4 separate regions of the Mus musculus genome follow, and all the other regions are linked to region 4. Evidence: chromatin contacts called from public HiChIP or PLAC-seq data. All regions are on one chromosome and are shown on one strand. Each heading gives the region's core, a stretch centred on a gene start, on an enhancer-like site or on the middle of the called end of the contact. The rest is flanking DNA. Distances are from core to core; before and after follow the strand shown.

Evidence for each region. HiChIP or PLAC-seq counts read pairs in DNA pulled down with a chosen protein or histone mark.
Region 1: a FOXA1 HiChIP or PLAC-seq map of pancreatic cancer cells shows a contact between it and region 4. The contact joins two enhancer-like sites. A contact is called at or near these places in 3 of 484 Hi-C or Micro-C datasets (cerebellum, embryonic fibroblasts and embryonic stem cells) and 1 of 115 datasets of contacts at active chromatin or transcription factors (pancreatic cancer cells).
Region 2: an HNF4G HiChIP or PLAC-seq map of pancreatic cancer cells shows a contact between it and region 4. The contact joins two enhancer-like sites. A contact is called at or near these places in 18 of 484 Hi-C or Micro-C datasets (bone marrow-derived macrophages, cortical neurons, differentiating embryonic stem cells and 8 more), 6 of 115 datasets of contacts at active chromatin or transcription factors (bone marrow-derived macrophages, differentiating embryonic stem cells, embryonic midbrain and 3 more) and 1 of 9 other capture datasets (embryonic stem cells).
Region 3: an HNF4G HiChIP or PLAC-seq map of pancreatic cancer cells shows a contact between it and region 4. The contact joins two enhancer-like sites. A contact is called at or near these places in 1 of 484 Hi-C or Micro-C datasets (bone marrow-derived macrophages), 7 of 115 datasets of contacts at active chromatin or transcription factors (bone marrow-derived dendritic cells, embryonic stem cells, epiblast stem cells and 2 more) and 1 of 9 other capture datasets (adipose tissue).

The regions. Positions count from the first base shown.
Region 1 is chr7:35,385,409-35,388,510 of GRCm38.p6, forward strand. Rhpn2 (rhophilin, Rho GTPase binding protein 2) reads left to right here. Exons shown (of 15, transcript NM_027897.4): 14 at 1-74. Among named protein-coding and RNA genes, the nearest start is that of Faap24, 9.8 kb to the right of the region's middle. Within about 2 kb of position 1,408, at least 27 of the 459 cell types and tissues checked have an H3K27ac peak or open chromatin away from gene starts, as enhancers often do. A contact at or near this core is called in pancreatic cancer cells, where this site is marked.
Region 2 is chr7:34,932,005-34,935,370 of GRCm38.p6, forward strand. Pepd (peptidase D) reads left to right here. Exons shown (of 15, transcript NM_008820.2): 4 at 2,678-2,741. Among named protein-coding and RNA genes, the nearest start is that of Gm25922, 10 kb to the right of the region's middle. Within about 2 kb of position 1,272, at least 19 of the 459 cell types and tissues checked have an H3K27ac peak or open chromatin away from gene starts, as enhancers often do. A contact at or near this core is called in muscle stem cells and pancreatic cancer cells, where this site is marked.
Region 3 is chr7:34,966,352-34,969,635 of GRCm38.p6, forward strand. It overlaps Pepd (peptidase D), which reads left to right. Exons shown (of 15, transcript NM_008820.2): 8 at 3,154-3,229. Among named protein-coding and RNA genes, the nearest start is that of Gm35534, 22 kb to the right of the region's middle. Within about 2 kb of position 1,325, at least 31 of the 459 cell types and tissues checked have an H3K27ac peak or open chromatin away from gene starts, as enhancers often do. A contact at or near this core is called in pancreatic cancer cells, where this site is marked.
Region 4 is chr7:35,162,455-35,165,711 of GRCm38.p6, forward strand. Gm38988 (a long non-coding RNA gene) reads right to left here. Exons shown (of 4, transcript XR_003946743.1): 4 at 883-1,102. Among named protein-coding and RNA genes, the nearest start is that of Gm35889, 5.8 kb to the left of the region's middle. Within about 2 kb of position 1,412, at least 25 of the 459 cell types and tissues checked have an H3K27ac peak or open chromatin away from gene starts, as enhancers often do. A contact at or near this core is called in muscle stem cells and pancreatic cancer cells, where this site is marked.

The sequences.
Region 1 (3,102 bases), core at 158-2,657, 220 kb after region 4:
AGTTGCTGAAGAGCTTTGGGGGAGAAGAGGTTGAGATGAAGGTCGTGAGCCTCCTGGACTCCACATCGTCCATGGTGAGCGCAAGCACCTGGTGGCGAATAACGAGTGGGGGAGGTTATTGGATGGCCCTTGGGGTTGTCGGCACCCTTGTCTCCCACTTGTACAGTATGGCAGGGGCATCTGAAGCCATCCCATGGTCTCTTCTGCTCAGTATCCTGGGAGGCGCTTATCCTGGGTCAAAGAGATGACCTGAAAACTCATATTTTTTAATCTCAGACTAACTAGCCCACTGGTTTTTCTGATGAAATTCTGTGTAATCACAGGGTAAAGAAAGGGTTCAGGTAAAGCTGAGCATATTCTGTACCTGGAATTCTATCACCCGGGATGGTGAGGACCACAGCAGCCTGGGATACGCTGTGAGACCCTGTGCCAGACTGATGGGGGTGGGGGGAAGGGACGACAGACAGACAGACAGACAGACAGACAGACAGATGGTTGGTTTATACAGAAGGGCTGAGGGGCCGTGACAGTCATTTCCAGTGAGATCTGGGGAAGTGTTTGGTGCTTCTGTAAGTTCATGTGTGAAGTTAGAGCCTTTGAGTGTTTGCCCAGGGAAAGGAGGTGACATCAAAATGTCAATTCTCTTCTGCACTTGGCCCCACTTAATAACGTGCCTTAGACCGTTCACACCGTAACAACTTTCTTTCACAATACTCTGAGCCTTAGCTTGTGTTCTATGGTCGTCAGCTTTTCATTACTATAACAAGAGACCTGAGGCAAACAGCTTATGAAACAAAGGGGTTTATTTAGCTCACAATGTAGGAGGCTGAAAATCCAGATCTAGTAGCCCCATTGCTCTGGCTATGTGGTAAGGTAGATGGCATCATGGTAGGAGAGACCATGGGGTAGAGCAGGAAGCCGAAGCTTCCAGGGGCCCAGGGTTTCTCCCCAGACTTGCACAAAAAGCAAAGCATAGGTGTGGTTTTGAAAAGAAGGCCAGTGCTCTCCAGTGTCCAGCAGCGGGTACAAGGCTGACAGAGCTTGAACTTGGGTGTGAGTGGCAAGAAGGAAGAAGTGTGCTGGGGGAGGGAGGGCTCAGCAGCTATGATCTCTTGCTGTTCTTGCAGAAGACCCAGGTTCAGTCTCAAGCACCCACGCCGCAGCTCAGCGCTCTATCTGGCGCCCTCTTCTGGCCTCCTTGGACCTTGCAGACATTCATGCACATAAAATAACAATAACTGCTTAAAAGAAAGAAAGAAAATAAGGGTGTGCTGAGGTTGGCACCAGCAGGAGCACAGACTGTGCCAGAGGGACAGAGGAAGCCCTTTAAGCAGTCATGCCATGACCAGAGTGGATTACAGGAAGTGGGGTGGGGCTTGTTGACAGGGGTGGAGATTGGAAGCCAGTCAATCTTCACAGAGGGTGCTGACATAGTCCAGTGTTTGTTTTAGAAGGATATCTGCTGCCTGGATAGGGATAGCTGGCCAAGCGGTATAGACTGCCCGCATGTGCTCACATGAGTGTGAGAGAGTGTGTGTGTGTGAGAGTGTGTGTGTGTGTGTGTGTGAGATCATATGCAGCATTTAAGAGCTGTATTAGTTAAGTTCATGTCCTTGTGACTGAAGTAAGGACACAGAAGTAAACAACTCAAGAGAGGAGAGGTTTGTCATGGCTCATGGCTCCAGGGGACAACACTGTTCATCATGATGGGGAAGGCGTGGCAGCCAGAACTGGCTTGTTTGTCCCCCACGTCTTGGTAGATCCGCAGGCAGATATGACCTTCAAGGCTCACCTGGGAACATCAGTTTCTGCCTGCTAGGCAACAGTAACAAAGTTTCCATAGCCTCCCAAAGTGAGGGCAGCCTTGAAAGAGCCAAAAATAAAGAAAGACAAGAAGACGAGGAAGGTTACACTCACAGAACACTAGGAAACCACGGAGAACGCTGTGGGCTGCGAACACATACCCAAAATCCATGGTGTTCCCGGACAGGCAAACAAGTGACGGCCAGGAACAGACGTTTGTCTGAGAAGAGGTTAAGCAGACTGCTGTGCGTGGTCTTGAACGCTGTCAGGAGTCTGCACTCCAGAGCTTGCTGTGCCCCCATGACTGATTAAAAGGTTTATTTCTCACTCCTGCTGCCCTGCTTTTGAGCCAGGCCAACAGGGCATGGTTTTAAAAGTTGCTCAGCACACAGTCTGGCTGGATTTGAATTCTGGCCTTAACCAATCTTGGACCTTGGGTGAGTTCAAGAATAGCTCTGAAGCTCAAGATAGTGGGGAGATAGGAACTGTATCCTAGGGTCTTAGTGGGCCATGATGAGTTGGTGTAGGGAAAGCCCATACAACAGGACACAGAGCCATTTGTTTATGTAATAGGTGTGATAATGACACCGATGATTTTTCTAATATTTATTTATGTACTTTTTACATATAGGAGTGCTCAGTCTGCACGCACACCTACATGCCAGATGGTACAGATGGTGTCAGATCCTTTATAGATGGTTGGGAGCCACCATGTGGTTGCTGGGAATTGAACTCAGGACCTCCGGAAGAGGAGCCATTCTTAACACTGAGCCATCTCACTAGCTCTATACCCAGGATTGTTATGATCATTCTTTGTAGCCAATGAAGACTTCAGATAATGACACTTGGCCACTGTTTGCTTTTAAAAGGTTTCTGATTATTAATTCTAACTACAGGTAGGTGTGTGTCTGACTGTGGGTATGTATGCATGCGTGAGCGAGTGCAGGTGCTAGGTGCCAGAAGTGGCAGGTCTGTTGCAGCTGGAGTTACAGCTGGTTGTGTGCCTTCTGACGCGGGTGCTGGGAACTGAGCTCGGGTCCTCTGGGAGAGCAGCAGGTGCTCTTAGCCACTGAGCCTTCTCTCCAGCTCCTGAACGACTCTCCTGCAAAATGAACCTAAATGGCGAGTGCTGGACGTGTGGCTCAGAATATAACGCTTGCTTAGCATGTCCTCCGTTCCTTCCCAGTGATGGAAAAACATCAAAGCGGTGAGAACAAGCGAAGGGCTGTTTCCACCCGGATCATTTACCTGCTACTCTTTGTTTTGAATGGTGGGAATCCTACTCCTCCCTAGAGCACA
Region 2 (3,366 bases), core at 22-2,521, 230 kb before region 4:
AGATCCTCTAAGAAGCCACTTTGTGCCCTGTCCACACCCCCTCAGTGCATTCAGAGATTCCCAGTGACCCTTCCCACCAGTAGACATGTCACCCCCTTTCCCATCAGCTCCACCAAGTTGTGGCTGCCAAGTGTTCCATGGCTGGTTTGATCATGCAGCCTGGCACATATGTCCCTCCAGGTAATATCTAAATGATTTTTACTGTAGTTAACTCACAAACATGAAAAAGCAAGTACTGCTCAAACATAATTATCTCTGTCCTAAGAATGTAATGTGCAGAGTACCAGACAAAATGACCATAGCTCTTCGTATTTTATATGTTGGTGGTTATTCCTGGCAAGACAATGCATGGGAGGTAAATTAAGACCCAGTTTGCACTCAGCCTAGACTGTGGCATCTGCCTCTGTAAGGAGAGCAAGTACAAGGGGTACTGGGGGGGGGCAGTACTTGTGCTCACTTCTTCCTGTTGGGCTTCTTCTGGGGTCCAGCCTCTCTTTGCTCCACCTTGCCATCCATAGACAGTTTGAATGACAGTTGTCCCCCATAAGGTCATATATTAAATGCTTGGTTTTCCTACCAGATGGTGCTTTAGGAAAGAAGATTTTGGAGGAGATAGGTCACTGGGATGTGTCCTCGGAGTGCCATCTTGTCTCAGGGCCCTCCGTCTCTGCTGGCAGCTGTCCATCCACTGCAAATGGAACAGCCTTTGCTGTGCATGCCCTCCACCGTACTGCCCTGCCTCCGCATTCACTGAGGAGTAGTGGAGCCAAGCAGCCCCACACTGAGCCTCTGGAACCAAGAGCCCAAGAAATAAATAGCTCCTTTCTTAGATTGCTCAGCAAGGCATTTCAAGGCATTGCTCAGTGATGTCCAAGTACGTTGTGTAAGCACCATGTGGGAGTTTGAGGTGAGCACGCAGGAGGGACACCCAGTGTTCACAGCTTACTGCCATCACCTCCTTTGCTGCCACTTCCCCTGGCTCCATGGGATCAAGCTCTCAACCTGGGGCTTACCGCTTCGAGACCTCACCAGGCTTCCGGTCTGGCAAATCTCTGATGGACTCTTAACTTGTGAGACTCCAGAAGAGAAGGACAGGGAGATATTTGCTATGCCTTCCTTCTTAAGAGGCTCCTGGTGCTCTATAGTGGTGGATATGAAAAGGTTAGGGCCCCCACTTCAGTGGCTGGCCTGACCTCCTGTGCAGAGCCCTGGAGGCTGAGTCAGATCTTTGTGCTTCCCAATCGGTAGGAGTTTGCTTTTCATGCCTGTCAGTCCTGGTGTTGACAAAGTGACTGGGGCCAGAGGTAGGGCGGGGCTGTACTGGCACAGCTGGCACAGCTGGAGAGGGAGTGATGAAGATAATCTAGCAGCTGTCTTGCTGGTGGCCCTACCCCTTGCTTTCCCAGTCTGCACCTGGGACTCCCACAACCCAGTTGAAGTGACACCTCCTGCCTCAGCTCTTGAGGCCTTTTGCTAAGAGGTGTCAGATCGTGGCCAGTTAACTTTTGAGCCCTGTCTCATGGCAGAAGCTAATGTGACTGAATTGTGCAAATTTAATTAACGGCAAGAGCTTGATGCCCAGTGAGTTTTTCAGAGGTCGAAGGAGAGGAAAAAGGAAAGAAAAGAAGAGGGCATTCTATGAGACCACAGTGAGATCAGAGCTTCTCAGCCTGAAGTGGGCTTTCTACCTGGGCTGTGACACACACACACACACACACACACACACACACACACACACACACACACATTGCTGGGTCCACTACCCTCCCCATCCCCTGGTCCTTATAGTCTGAACCTCTGATAACAAGTTTTACTTGTTTAGGTGGAAAGAGATTGATATATGGACTCCTAGTTCCCAAGCAGTGCTGTGCTGTGGCACATAGGTCGTGGAGCTCTGAGGGCCTCCTGGTTTCATCCCCAGATGAACTCCCAGGAATACTGCCTGCCATCCACACATCCCTTACGTCCCTGGTAAATGTAGAGACCATCTGTTGTGCTGTACTGAGACCTGTTGGATGGGGCACATGCTGTGAGACAACAGTAGGACGGGAAGGGGTGGGTATGCAACCAGGTTTGCAGTAGTGCAGGTGGCATATATGCACTTCACTGGATGTGGCACTTGGCTGGTGACATCACCCCCCTCCATGTAGTGACTGTTCTTCCATGTGGGAGCCCACTGCCCCCAACAGCATTGATTCATCTGGGTGGCACTGCAGCCTGCTGAATCCAGGGAAAGCATAGAGTTGGGTGAGGGCTGTCTCACCTCATCTACTCCTGCTTTCTCCTTGGCTAATTGTTTTAAAGTTTGAGGACTCAGCTTAAATTCTTCTTGACTTCTTTAAAGCATCCGCGTATTAACCTTCCTTTAAAGAGGTGCAGCTGGGAAGTCACATATTCCATGGCCCCGAAGGCGATGTGGAGGGGAAGAGTGGAAGCTGGGACTTCTGCAGGCAGCCAGGGACACGGTGGACTGAATCAGAGGTCCCAGGGCGGCAGAGACGGTTCAGCGGCAGGACACCCTTTACCATCAACTGCTGGGTATACCTGCTTGGTGCTGGGTCCTCACACTGTGGCAGGGATGAACCAGAGCTTCATGGCCTGGATTTGGTAGACGGGAGGTGACCAGGCTTGGGCATTGCCAGGCCCTGACTGTGGTTTCGTTGTGCTTTCTTTTCAGGATCCATTCCAAGGAGTATTTCAAGGAGAAGTACGCTGTGGATGATGTCCAGTACACGGATGAGGTACGTAGCTGACTCCTGAGGTTCCTATAAAACCTGCCTGCAAACTCGACACCACTCTAATCAAAACTGCCAGTGGGCTCGGCCTGGGCCTTCGTGTGTTGAGGAGTCTATTTGTAAGAAGAGCCCCAGGTTGTGAATGGCCAGTGAGTATACAGGAACTGGGGAGTACCTTGACTTAAATCTACCTTCCAACTCGGTCACCCAGCCAGTGTTGGGTCGTGTGAGTAACTGCGTCAGTGTGGCCCCGAGGCTGTGATGTCCTGACCAGTGCAGGCAGATAAAAGGAGCTCTTTCAACTTCCACTGCTGACAGTGGCTAGCACACAGGCGGCCACTCTGTTCCACCCCGGATGCTGTCACAGCTCCATGTTCTAATCCCACCCCATTCTTTTGATAAAGCTCTCCAAGTCAGAGCTGGATAGAAGTCAGCATCTGCCACTGGCCGTCCAACCTGGCCCTGGTTGGTTCATCTGGACAGGGCACCATGGCTGCATTGCCCTAGACAGAGCTTGAAAGTGCACACATGCTAAGAGCTGGGGCTGCCAAGCTTTGGAAGCAGCTTAGATGCCTGTCAGTGGGTGAATGTAGAAAAGAGATGTGCTGTATGTCCACAGCGCACTGTTAGT
Region 3 (3,284 bases), core at 75-2,574, 200 kb before region 4:
GATCTAGCTTCTGGATTGTGTTGGAGCATTTCGTGTGCCCCTTCACATCCATGTCTCCTGTTGACTAGAACTCAGACCCACCAGCACTGTGTAGGACATGTGCCATTATTAGGATGCAAATAGTTCTGATTTGACCTACCCTGCCCATGACGCTAAATCCATCATGAGACTCCAGCTCCCCCTTACACAGGAAGGAAATGTGTGCCGTTGGGTACTTGGGAAGTCACTGCAGTTTCTGTGCCTCTGTTTAATCCAGAGTTTCATTTGCCTTTTTCTTCTCTTATGGATAGGACTTCACGCCTCATTTACCACATCATTGAGCATTCTTAAGTGTCTTGCGTGTCTGTGTGGAAATGAACCCATCCAATTCTCGTGGATGTTCTCAAAGCCACATACTTTGAACACTGATTTTTTTTTTTTTACAGTTTATTTCCTTGACTTGCTGACCGCCTTACCTTCTGCTGCTTTTAATTATACTTTCAGACCAATGCCACGCTCTAAAAATATCCCAGGGGCTGGAGAGATGGCTCAGTGGTCAAGGATGCATACTATTGCAGAGGAGCTGAGTTTCCAGCACCCACATGGTGGTTCACAACCACCTGTGACTCCAGCCAGGTGGATCTAACATCCGCTTCTGGTCTCCATCTGCAGTGACACCTACATGCACAAACCCACACACAGATGTTCTCATAATTTAATATAATAAAAATTAATCTTAAAGGCACCTCATATCCATTCATTATCTTTTCTGCTGGCCTATGCCTGGAACTATTTCTCTCATTCCTGAGCTTTTGAATGGTTAACCATGACCCTCTGCTGTTGGATTTGATCATTAATTTGGGTGTAGAGTTCTGGTTTTGTGTGAAGTGTAAGGAGAACGGAGTTCTTGAAGCACAATGGGTCATGCAGTGTTCGATACTGTTTTGGCTAAGTCTCAGTTTGCCTGACTACAAAATGGGAATGAAGTGCCTTTTCAGGCTCTGTTCCTAGGGAAACTATCTCTGAGATAAATGATCAGGAAGTGTACTGAAAAAGGCCTGTGGTGAAGAAGCAGGCCTGACTGGGCTGCAGACACATCCATACCTCAGCTGGTCCCACCAGCAACATCCCAAGTGATGCGAGGATCAGCGAGACTCCTGGAGAGGACTGGTTGGCTCCCACTTCTTTCATCTCTTGAGAAATGAGTGCCTTGGTGCCTGAGTGGGTGAGTTAGGGCAAAGCAGCCAATAGCTGTTGCCATTCCTGGAACCTACAGCAGAGAGACCGTGGCAAATGGTAATTGAAGAAGAAAGGAGGCTATGTTTATTTTCTGAGGTGTGTTCAGCTTTATGAGTGGGACTGGTGGAATGCAAACATTCCAGTGTTTGACAATGCAGTCATCCCCCATTTCCATGGGTTTAGTCAGCCACAATAGGGAAGACATTCCAGAACTTTCTAAAAATCAATGCTTGAATCCACCAAGCACTGAGCACCATGCTAAATCTACCTGAAGGAAGTGGACAGGAACTCTGTTGTCTAGCCTCTGCTATCCCTCGGGCCCTCAGTCCTGCCTCAGTGCTGGTTTCTGTATATCATCCACTCCACATATAGTCTGTGTGCTCTATAGCGGGTCCTGTGGTGGCTGTGCCAGTCACTTTGCATCTGTACCTCTCAAAGCCACTGAGGCGGTCAGGAGGAGGGTTTGTTCTGGTTCACAATTACATCCATAGGTGTTTGGCCCTATGATACTCCTGGTCAGAGTATCGTAGCTGCAGGAACATGTGTCAGAAGAGAGCTGTTCACTCCCTGGCTAATCAGGAAGCAGAGAGAGCTGACAGGAAGTGGAGGCATATTTTAAGGTTCCATCCCAGTGACTTCCATTTAGTCCCTACTTAAAATTCCAGAATCTCCCCAAACCGTACCCCCATCTGGGGAGCAAGTAATCAAAACATGAGCCCCCAAGGACTTCCGCAGAATTAAACCACAATGTAGTATACATGCAGAGCCCCATTTTCTTGTCATTTCTTCTTGAACAACACAGTAATCCTCACACCGCATTCCCTTTGTGTTGGGTATGGTAAGTCATCTAGAAAGGATTCTAAGTACAGGAGTGTGTGTGCAGTTTGTGGATTTGGGTGTAGTGGGGGATGGGGGGGGTCCCAGAAGCAATCAATCACTTGTGCTACTGAGGGTTGGGAGTTCTATTTCGATGCAGATTAAGGCTGCTCATCTAAGGCTTCAAGGCAAGCAGTGTAGGTCAGCTAACAGCTCCAAGCTTTACTCTCTCCTCATGGGCCAGACACAGCTCTCCCAGGTGCCTGGCACTGCTCCCTTTAAAGTGCCAGGACTTTGCTGGGCACACACATTGTAGAGAGTCAAGGCCAAAGGCCTGAGTCAAGTGGTACACTTGGGCTGTTCCAAGGGCTAGAACTCGGGAGGATACAAGAAGTACTGTCCTTAGGGTTTCTATTGCTGTGAAGTGACACCATAAGCAGGACAGCCCTTATAAAGGACTACATTTAATTGGGCTGGCTTACATTGTCAGAGGTTAAGTCCGTTGTGGCAGGGAGCATGGCAGTGTGCTGCAGTCTCTTAATCTGAAGGCAGCAGGCAGAGACAGTGAGCCACTAGGCCTGGGCTTGAGCTTCTGAGAGCTAAAAGCCCACCTCCTAGTTATGCACTTCCTCTAACAAGACCACACCTATTCCAACAAGGCCACAATCCTAGAAGTGCCACTCCTTATAGACCTATGGGGGCCATTTTCATTCAAACCACTACAGGTAACATCAGCCAATGGGGCAGATTCCTGGATGCCAGCAGTACACCTTAAGGCCCAACCCATCTGCCATGTAGATCCAATTCTGCTCTGTGACTCAGGAAACTGGGGCTCAAGCAGGCAGGGTGTGTCTGGCCACCAAGGTGGGGGCCCCTAGCAGCTGCCAGCTGTCTATCATTGCTGTAGGCTATCTGCCTTCCTGCAGCTGGTGCTAGGACAAGGGGCAACTGCTCCATTCCCCTGACCACAGGGCTTCTAGATAGCTCAGGATTGCACGTTGCCATGGGTGTTGGGCTTCTCTGGCCTAGTTCTCAAGAATGGTGGTCAGTCTCTGTGGGGAAGTCTTCTTGGCCCTGCCAGATCACTGAGTTGGCCCTGTCTTTCTCTTCTCTCTGCAGCCGAGTGTTCAAGACAGACATGGAACTAGAGGTTTTGCGCTACACAAATCGGATCTCCAGCGAGGCCCACCGTGAGGTGAGTTGGGCACCGGCTTCTGTAGTACATTAATGACTTTGCTAATTGCTGTGAT
Region 4 (3,257 bases), core at 162-2,661:
GGACCCAATCTCGGGTCTTTTTTTGACATAGTGGTACAAACTAGACAGAGTGAAGAATTCCCCGAGTACATCTGCAGTGCCAGGCATCAGAGCATGAGAACCCAGAACGGTGGAGAACATCAATTCTCTCTTTGTGATCCCGGGGCTGCCCAGGAGCTCTGATTTGCTGCAGCTGTCCACTGCCCATCATCACAAATGCCACATGCCTGAGACAAGAGCCACATCGAAAATGTGAAGTTTGACTTCTATTGAATGCATTTCCCTTTCTCAACACCATAAAGAAAAACAACAACAAAAGTGCATCAAGTTGTCAATTTGGGACTGCATATACTTGCTGAGCTCCTGAGGTTAACCGGGGTCCTTCTGGCCCACTTTGCATAGAAACTCCCAGGAGAGGCTTCCAACCCTGCTGGCAATGGGAAAGCTGCACCCTCACCAGTCTGTGATAGCTTTACTCAGGGTTACTGTTGCTGTGCTGAAGCACCATGACCAAAGCAGCTTGGGGAGGAAGGGGTTTATTTGGCCCATACTTCCACACCACTGTTCATCACCAAAGGAAGGCAAGACAAGAATGCAAAAAGGGAAGGGACCTGGAGGCAGGAGCTGATGCAGAAGCCATGGAGGGGTGCTGCTTACTGGCTTACTCAACAATAGGTTGCTCAGCCTGCTTTCTTTCTAGACCCCCAGGACCACCAGCCCAGAGATGGCACCACCTACAATGGGCTGGGCCCTCCCCTATCAGTCACTAATTAAGAATGTGCCCAGCAGGCTTGCCCACAGCTAGGTCTTCTGCAGGCATTTTCTCAATTGAGGTTCCCTCCCCTTTGATGACTCCAGCTTGTGTCTAATTGACATCAAACTAGCCATTCCAGTGATGGAAGCACCCCAGGGCATCCACAGGACCCAGGCTCAAAGCCTGCTGTATGGAGGGGAAAAAGAGCTAGCACCTGGCTCTGTGAAGGTCTTGATATGGGACAGAGGGAAGATGTCCTGCTGGGTTGGGATCCAGCAGAAGGTACATTCAGAGGTTGTCAGTATATAGAAGTCCTCAAAGGTTCCAGATGTCAGCTTTTCCTGAATGGACTGGGAACCCAGAAAGTCCCTGAGAAAAGAAACTCAGGGTGAATCTTTCTGTCTCACCTCTGCATGAGAAAGCAAGGGGCTGGCAGAGAGACAGAGTGGTCTAGTTCACAGGCTGGCTGTCCATGGACCAACGGGCAGCAGAGCTATCACAGGCTGGGAGCCTGGCCGGTCCCCAGCATGCAGCTTGAGTGTGGGCCTTTGGGTCAGCCCCAAGGACTCCAGCTGTGACGGCCTGTGGCATTTCCCAGAGATTCAGTCTAGGGTTCCTGACAGAGGGTGACTAAGGCCCTATTTAGGAGCAGCCGCCCCCACACCCGGAAAGAATGGCAGGCGGACACTTGAATAGCACTGGGGCCACTTCCTAGTTTCATCTTGTCCTTGCTGGGAGCATGACTCCTGCCCAAGTCGGCTGGCTCACCAGCCTCTGAGGGGTCAGAGCTGGAGATGGAGGTTAGAATTTGCAGGGTCCCGGCAGAGCCAATTTAGGCAGGATGTCTAAGACAGACATTGCATGGAAGTCTCCAGAGAGAAGGTATCTGTTATGCTGTCCTTTCTAATGGATCTCTAGGTTATGACTCCAGTGGCTTCTACCTCGGCTACCACTGATGTTTTTCAGGCAGGGAAGCCTAGTGAGCAGTGGCCAGAGCCCCACTCTATAGCCCAAGCTAGCTTCTAATTTGAAAGCTCCCTCCCAGCACTCCCCTAGCCGTGCATCACCACCACACCTGGCTGCGCCTCACCCTTTGCATCCTGCTGCTGCAGAGCTGGCCCGCCCTGAGCAAGGCGTGGGCTGCTCGGAATCCCACTGCCCAGTGCCTCTGACCTCTTGGGAAAGCCCTCAGGCCAATGAAAAGCCAGCTGTTCTCAGGAGCCCACATAAAAACCTCACCTGCTTTCCCTGACCCACCCTTTCCAACTAATTCCCAAATGGCCACCAGTTGGTTTGGTTCACATTTTAGTGGAGCCTGGGGCTCTTTGGATTAGCAGGGTCTAGCTCCAGGGTGGAATGCCAAACATTGAGTCAGAAGCCCCGAAGGCCTTGATCTCTAAGATGGCCCTTTTGCCCCTGTCAGCTCACTGTTCAAAAATCCAAAGTCTGGGGCAGGCCTTCCTGTGGCCTGAGGCAGAAGGTGTTTCTTTGCTCAGACCATAGTTGTCTCCTGTAGGAAAGGCCATTTGTTATAGGCACAGGTATAGGGACCCCGACTCCCATCTGAAGTTCTGTGTGCCAAGCCAAGGGATAGCAGGGAGGGAGTCCTATCAGACAACCAAGAAGAACTAAGTGGGGTTCTATGTATACTCAGACTCCAGGGTATAGGGAGGGACACCTGGCTCTCCCGAGGCACTTGAGGCTGTCCCCTAGCCCAAAGCTTCCAGCTCTCTACCGGGAGCTGCACCCTGACCCCTGCCTGCTGGCTCTGGTCTCGCAAGTTCTCCACCACCCCTTCCATTTCTTCCTCAGTCCTGGCCCTCTGAAGCGCCAGTGTGGCCAAGTGGAAGTTTGAGAAGGTCTGGGAATTAGAAGGGGCCATGTGGCTCCAGGGCTTCTGTCAGTCTGCTCTACTGACTCTGCGGTCTGTGTGCAACAGGATGGGGGCAGGGTGAGCCAGGGCACACTGCGTGTCTGTAGGTGAGGTCAGAGTGACATCTGTCTGTGCATTATTTGATGTCTGTGGGGTGTATGGGGGTGGTGTGTATATGTTCTGTGCATGTATGGTGTGTGTGACACCTGTGGCCTATGTCAGTATGACATATATAAGTTCTGTGCGGGGATACGGTTAAGTGTCTGTGTGACATCCATGGGCTATGTCTGTGTGGTACATATGCTCTGGCGGGTGGGAACACATGTTTGGGTGAGTATTGTAATTATCTGAGCTATGTCTGTGTGGTTGTGTGCTCCATGTGTGCGTAGCATGTATCAGTGTGTGGTGTGACACATGGGTCGTATCTGTGTGGTATGTGTATTTTGTGCATGTGATGTGTTGTATGGCACTTGTGGCATGCGTTACTCTATGCTGTGTGATGTCTCTGGACCGTGACTATATGATGTAGCTGCAGTACACTTGAGGGGTTTTGTGTGCAAGGCATGTCCGTGACCTTGTAGGAGCAGCTGTCTCATCAGAGGCCCCGTGAGTACTGAGCTGTGCTGAGTCTGGGCTGCACAAGGAGCTTCA